Linked DNA regions of Triticum aestivum: region 1 is linked to region 2. Evidence: chromatin contacts called from public Hi-C data. All regions are on one chromosome and are shown on one strand. The core of a region is the stretch at or near the end of the contact, and the rest is flanking DNA. Distances in the headings are between cores, read along the strand shown. Region 1 holds the start of LOC123149978 (acylphosphatase). Region 2 holds the start of LOC123149972 (ubiquitin receptor RAD23d).

Region 1 (3,403 bases), core at 1-2,500, 160 kb before region 2:
AAAAACAGATTACTGGAAGCTAGCTATTTAGATATAGAAGACACTAGACAAACGGATTTTCGCTTTTTTTAGCGACAAAACAAAGAATGAAGAAACAAATGCATATATTTACTGGGCATAGCTTTGGGCTAGACCAAGATAAAAAGAACTTCTTCGGCCGAGCAATCAGAGTGCGGTTATATGTTGCTTATATGGGGCTCTTGTGTCTCGTCTCAGGCACTGTCCTCTCGTAGCTATAAATGGGTCGGCCCAAATAGCTTCCTGCATGCAGTTTGTTTTTCTTCTCTTTTTTTCATTTTTCATTTTGTTTGTATTTAAAAAAACATGTATTCCAAAAAAAATACTTAATTTTTTTATAAAATGCTGAATTAAAAAACATGTTAGCGTAGTATAAAAAAGTGTTGATTGGATTAAAACAATTGTGACATATAAAAAATGTTCACATGCTTAAGTATGTGACAGTTTTAAAAAATTCTTTGCAATGTAAAAAATGTTCTTATAATTCAAATAAAATGTTTCAAACCATTGAAAAATGTAGGTTACAGTTAAAAAATATGCATGCGCTTCAAAATATGTTCATACTAGTTTTACGAAATATTCACACAAATGTAAAAATAATGATTGTGCAGTTTAAAAAAATGATTGTATCGTCCAAAAAAAATGGTGTATCTGAAAAATGTTCAGCACATATTAAAAATATTTCATCTGTCTCAAAATGTAAGACATTTTTTTGCAACTAAGATAGATGCAGTATATTCAAAACATGTAGTTCTAAAATTTGTTAATTATGTATTTGAAAAATATTCAACATGTATAAATAAATGCTTCATGTATACTAAAAATGCTACAATGTGTGCTGAAAAAGTATATATGTATTAAAGAAGGAAATGAAAAAAACGGGAATAAAAATGTTATTACATGTCCAAAAATTGTTTGCGTGATAAAAATAATGTTTCCTACCATCCAAAAAATGTACGTGACATTTTTTAAAAATGTTCAGGCATTCCAAAAAATGTTTGTGACATTTGAAGAAAAATTACAATGTAAAAAAATATTTGTTTAGTTTTAAAAATTTGCGATTAAAAATGTTCTTTAGGGTGATCTAAGAGATATCACTTGGTTAGTTTTTTTTGAGACACATCACTTGTTTAGTTGGTTAGCTGCTTCCGATCAAATGTCAAAAATTGCAACCCTTTTCCCAAAGCTTTTGGGCCGAAAGCTACTTCGACTTTAGAGGCCCGACGAACACAAGATTCCTCTGCCCCCCAGTTGTCTCAGCTCTCACGTCTCTATCGCCGCCTGCCGCTGCCTCGCCCCTTCCCCGCCGACGCCATGGCCACCTCCGCCGCCTCGTCGCCTTCCCCCGACCAACCTCCCGCGAACAAGGCGGTCCGCGTGGTGGTCAAGGGCCGGGTCCAGGGCGTGGGCTTCCGCGACTGGACGGCCGAGACGGCGGAGTCCCTCGGCCTCGCCGGCTGGGTCCGCAACAACCGCCGCGACGGCACCGTGGAGGCCCTCCTCTCCGGCGACCCTGCCAAGGTCGACGAGATGGTCACCCGCCGCCTCCCCGTCGGCCCTCCTGCCGCCGCCGTCACCGCCGTCGTCACATCCCCAGCCGACCACATCCACCCCTCCCTCGGCTTCGAGATCAAGCTCACCGTCTGATTCGGTAACCCCGGCGTCCGATCGACCACAGCCAGCGGGTTCTGCACGGCTTGTGGTCAACTGCCGATGGTTAGTACCGCCAACCTAATTCCATATCTGACCTGCAGCATCTGCACTACTGCATTTCTTAGGCAAACTGTTATAAGAGAACTATTGTGGTCAATGTGCACAACAATGGCTTTATTCAACCAGTCCACATGATGGCAATTAGGATTAAAGGTCATGTCCAAGAATGTTGCTATGTATGGTATCTCGGTATAGTTCTTGAATAATATGGCACTGCTGAGTTGTGATTTAAGAGCTATGGTGCCAAGATGAGATTGTTTCTGTCATTGACAAATTCGTCACATGAATTTGCCATCAAACACTAGCAAATAACCGCTATCAGCTATGAACATGACGAGCAGAGTTACACATTCGTAGAAACCTGATATTAGCTCAACTTGCTAGTGAACTAGATACATTTCTCTGTTTCTGATCTCCATACAAACCTTGAATGACACATACATTCAGCTCCTTCTTCTAGCTAGCTAGGCCAGTGCCTGCATATAGCCATGTACTGATATACATCGCACTAAATTGCATAGTGTTACTCACTCAACTTGGCAACTTGCTAGTGAACTAGATACATTTGTCTGTTCCTGATCTCCATACAAACCCTGAATGACATATACATTCACCTCCATCTTCACAGATCTGTCTGCCTAGCTAGTTAGGCCAGTAACCTGCATATACTGATATACATCACACTACATTGCATAGTGTTACTCGCTCAAACCTTCTGTTGCAGCTCCACCATGGACTTGTCCTCCCCCTCCTCTTCCTCGTGGTGTTGCACGGGCTTGTACGTGTATTGTCTAGCACATATCAGATAGTACACCAGGTTCATGACCTGCAGCAGCGTCACGACCCAGTAGAAGTAGTCCAACTTGCCGCGGTTGATGTTGTCCGGGAGCCAGTTGGATCCGTCGGGACCGGCACTCCACCGGTGAACGATGGTGATCAGCAGTGTGCTCACATAGCTGCCCAGCGAGATGGACAGCCAGAAGAGCGCCGTTGCCGTGCTGCGCATGCTCTCCGGAGCCTGGTCGTACATGAACTCCAGGTGCCCCACGGAGTTGAAAGCCTCAGCCACCCCATGAAGCGCGTACTGCGGCACCAGCCAGTACACGGACAGTGGGGCCGTCCCAGCGTCGGTGGTTCCCCCGGCCGCAGCGGCCTCCCTGCGGTGGCGCTCGACGAAGCCCGCGACGAGAGAGGCCGCCACGGAGATGGTGAACCCGACGCCCATGCGGTGGAGGAAGGAGATGCCACGGTCCAGGCCCGTGCGGCGGCGGGCCAGCGGGACGAGCGCGCGGTCGTAGACGAAGAGGGTGACGAGCATGGCGAGCATGGTGAAGACGGTCATGGAGCCTGCGGGGATCTTGAAGGACGAGTGCGGAGCGATGCGGCGGTCCATGGTACTTGCCTGCTGCAGGGAGAAGGTGTGCTGCTGCGACGATGCTGTGATAACCAGGATGCCCGCCGCCCAGATCGGGCCCATGCGCACCACCGACTTGAGCTCCTCCACGCGGTGCACCGTGCTCAGCCGCCACAGGTTCAGCGGTTGCTTGCTGGAAGAGGCGTCCGTCCTGGGCAGGTCGCCGTCGGTGATATTGGCGGCGCGATCAAAGAAGCTGCAGGATGTAGCCGAGAAACAGTTCGATTAGTTTTGAGCATTACTCTTTCCATCTCATGA
Region 2 (3,463 bases), core at 240-2,739:
CACCAACTTCTAATGATTTGATTGAGAAGCGCTTAACAAAAGAACATTAGGAGTGATTGATAAAAGAACATTGAAAGTGCAGAATGGAGACATTACTGAGAGAACATACAAATGTGGAATCCACATGAATGAAACCACTAAGACCAATATATATTGCTTCATCCAATTAGCGGGCTAAAAACTCAAAACACGGCAAATATTAAATACCATGGCTGAATTAAACACGCAAGTGCATTTCAGATGTGTAACAGAGCACATCATCGTATGTCTATGATTACAGCTCAACGTTGGGTGTTGGCTAAACAAAAGGAGGGAAATGGTGGGATCCATATTGGTTTGAGCAGGCATCTCATTTTGATTATCAGACAAACATGAATACTTCGACAAAAAACTTGATGTCTAATAAGGTCCGTCAAATTTCAAAGGATTACAGATCAAGGTAATGAAATATATACTCATTAATGCCATAAGTATTCATTAGATCTTGACTAAAATAAGCTACATTGTCAAGCTTAGTTCCCTGCAACATACAAATATGGCCTAATTTCTATTCAAACAACTCGAGGGTCTGGCAAAAATTCAACAGTTGGAGAACTGACAATGCAAACTAACGGGACAAGAAGCATCAAATACCTTAGACAGCATTATAACAAGGAAGCTGTTCTCTGCAACCTTGTTAGCTTCCAGAGTGGTATCATCCTTGAGAATTTTTCCTTGATATATGATCATCAGCTGATCCGCAGGGTACACATTCTGCCCCTGAGCACTCTCGATGATTCTCTTGACCTCACCCACCTGCGAAACAAACAGATTAGTACTAGTGAAGCACAACATCAAGCATTTGCAGGCCCAAACAATTTGGCTACAACAGATAACAGACTTCCCCAAAAAAATCCCGCACAAGTGACTACTACCGAGCAGTACTCAACACGTTCAATTCAGAGCACCCAGCCGACGTAAAATCACAGGCATCAGCGCCCCAACAACCCCAAGTTGCGACCGATCTACACACCACGCCATCCACCCCCCACACACCAGCAGAGCCGAGCACCGACTAAACCCTAGATTCAGATTTCTTAGAAACGCGACATCGCCCGCACGGGCACCTAATCACAGTACCACGCCGCGCCCCAATAGCACCAGGACGCCCCGAATCAAGCGAATTGCCGGATAATTGCGCCGAATCGCGCGCGATTGGAGAGAGATAGAGACAAGAGGAAGGGGGGAGATGGATCGTACCGAGGACTCGGGGGTCGCCTCGATCTCGAAGCTTGTGCCCTTGAGGGTCTTCACGTTGAGCTTCATCGCGCCTTCTCTTCCACCCTCTCACTCGACTCTCGTCTCTCGCGGTTATCCCTATCTGACTCTCGCTTCGCCTCGAGGGTTTTCGCCTTGACTTCGGACTCGCGAGGGAGGGGAGGACGACGGGGGCGCACGGGGGAAGTGAGTTTATAGGGGTAGCAAAAAAATCTGGAGCCGTAACCAAAAAGATATCCGATCAGATAGAGATAGATGATGGAGGGTGCGGTGTCCGGCTGCTGTCCCTGACACGTGGGGCCTGAGCCAGATTGGCCCGGTTGCCAGTGGGAGGGCCACGGGTGTCGAATCGGGAGGCGGGACAGCGGGGTGCGAGGCGGTGGGCAGTTCGGCTGCTCCGAGGCGGTGTGTGGGCGGATCTGCGTGCGGAAGGTGCTCGCGTGTACACAGAGCGGTTTGGTGTGGATTGAGCGGTGACGTGTGGGGGTCACTCGTATGTTGGGTGGGCGTACCGGATCCGGGGAGATACTTCCTTCACAGGGGGGGAGACGGGCGGATGTGGAGTGCGAAAAGGTGGTTGTTGTGCTGGGTTGGAGAACAAGAAAGAAAATGTTTTTTTATTAAAAAACGAAAAGCTATCTAACAAACGTCAGATGTTTAAGGATTCCCGGCTAACGCGCCAACTGCCATCGGATGGGGCGCACGAATCTTAAAGCAGAGAGCGTTAGCACCCACGCGAACAGGGGGCAGCTTGGCATCCTTTATCTCGGCTGACCCATTTTCCCTCTCCCACACGCCCTATCCTCTCTCTCCTTCACTCATCACTCTCCCAACCAGATCTCGGCGAGCAGCCGCGGGAAGCCATGAATCTGACCTTATCCTCAGAGTGTGTGGTGCGTTGTAGCCTCCTCCTGGCCAATGGGTGGTGCTCCAGCGGCGGCCACCCATGAATCGACAAACGAGCCGCCTCGCGTCGATGAGGGGGGGGGGGCGAGGGCTTTGCACTGGAGGGTTATGCGTCATAAACCTCCTCCTCGCCGGGAGGAGCATGAAGAGTAGAGGGGCGGAACTGCGTCACGCGCGTGAGGTGCACCGCAGGTGAGAGCACCGCCTATCTGCATTATTGTTTTTTCTAGATCAACTATTCTTACCAAATATGTGTTTATCGGATATATAATATTATTTCTTTTACACAATCAAATTAGTGTTGGCAAAAATTCACGCGCAAACCTACAACGGTTGCAAGGTGCATGCAATTATCAAGGGATACAAAATAATGAATACTCCCTTTGTAAAGAAATATAAGATCGTTTATATCAAGCAACGAACATTTTCTCAAAAGAAAATAAGTATTGCTTTAACATCTAGACAAAATTGACGACTTGGGTAACATTGTAATGGGCCAAAATTGGCTGCCAAAATGGACTGAATTGAGTTGGCCACAAATACTTATTGGGTTAAAATGTTTTTGGTAAAGACGGTGGTTCCAAAAGCTTCCCACATGCGGTAAATAGGAGTGGCTTCGCCTGCAGCCGGCCCAGTTCGCGGTAGCGAGTTGTGTGTCGTTCATTGCTTCATTTTGTTGGCTTTTCTGTTGCTTTATGTTTTTTCTGGTTCTTTTAAGGCTTTTCTTCAGCTTTTTTGGTTTCTGGTTTTTCTTTTTTTCTTGTCTCTTTTGTCCTTTCTTTCTTTTATTAATACATGGTGACCAAATTTTACTGCACGGTGAAAACAATTCGTCAATACATGGTGAATATTTTACAAATACACACTAAATGTTTTTATTATATATGATGAAAATTATTTCAAATACACAATGAACATTGTTTCAATGATACCATCAACAATACTTTAGTACAGAGAACATTTTGGTACTATAAGTTACACATCTTGTAGATAAACATTGAACAATTTTGTAATCTAGGTTGAGAATTTTCTTAATATACGATGAATAATTTATAATGCATGGTGATTTTTTTAATATACGGTGAACATTTTCTTAATATACGATGAACATATTTATAATACGTGGCAAACTTTTTGTAATGGACACATGACAAAATTTAAATACACACTTGATTTTTGGTAAACATACACTGAACATTTTTTAATGAATGATGAACTTTTAAATATACACCTCTGTCCCAAAATATAAGACATTATTACATTCAATATGCTCACATATTGGATGTAATAACTGAAGGAA

The links. Hi-C and Micro-C count contacts between places; a contact is called where the count stands out from the background.
Region 1: a Hi-C map of leaf shows a contact between it and region 2, with 7 times the contacts expected there. The contact joins the promoter of LOC123149978 here to the promoter of LOC123149972 in region 2. A contact is called at or near these places in 3 of 5 Hi-C or Micro-C datasets (leaf and an unstated tissue) and 1 of 1 datasets of contacts at active chromatin or transcription factors (leaf).

The regions. Positions count from the first base shown.
Region 1 is chr7A:174,312,739-174,316,141 of IWGSC CS RefSeq v2.1, reverse strand. It overlaps LOC123149978 (acylphosphatase), which reads left to right and starts at 1,250. Exons shown (of 1, transcript XM_044569769.1): 1 at 1,250-1,983. The coding sequence starts at 1,333. The coding sequence ends at 1,665. It overlaps LOC123149977 (protein NRT1/ PTR FAMILY 3.1), which reads right to left. Exons shown (of 4, transcript XM_044569768.1): 4 at 2,075-3,341. The coding sequence ends at 2,438.
Region 2 is chr7A:174,156,087-174,159,549 of IWGSC CS RefSeq v2.1, reverse strand. LOC123149972 (ubiquitin receptor RAD23d) reads right to left here and starts at 1,489. Exons shown (of 12, transcript XM_044569762.1): 1 at 1,240-1,489; 2 at 634-795. The coding sequence starts at 1,305.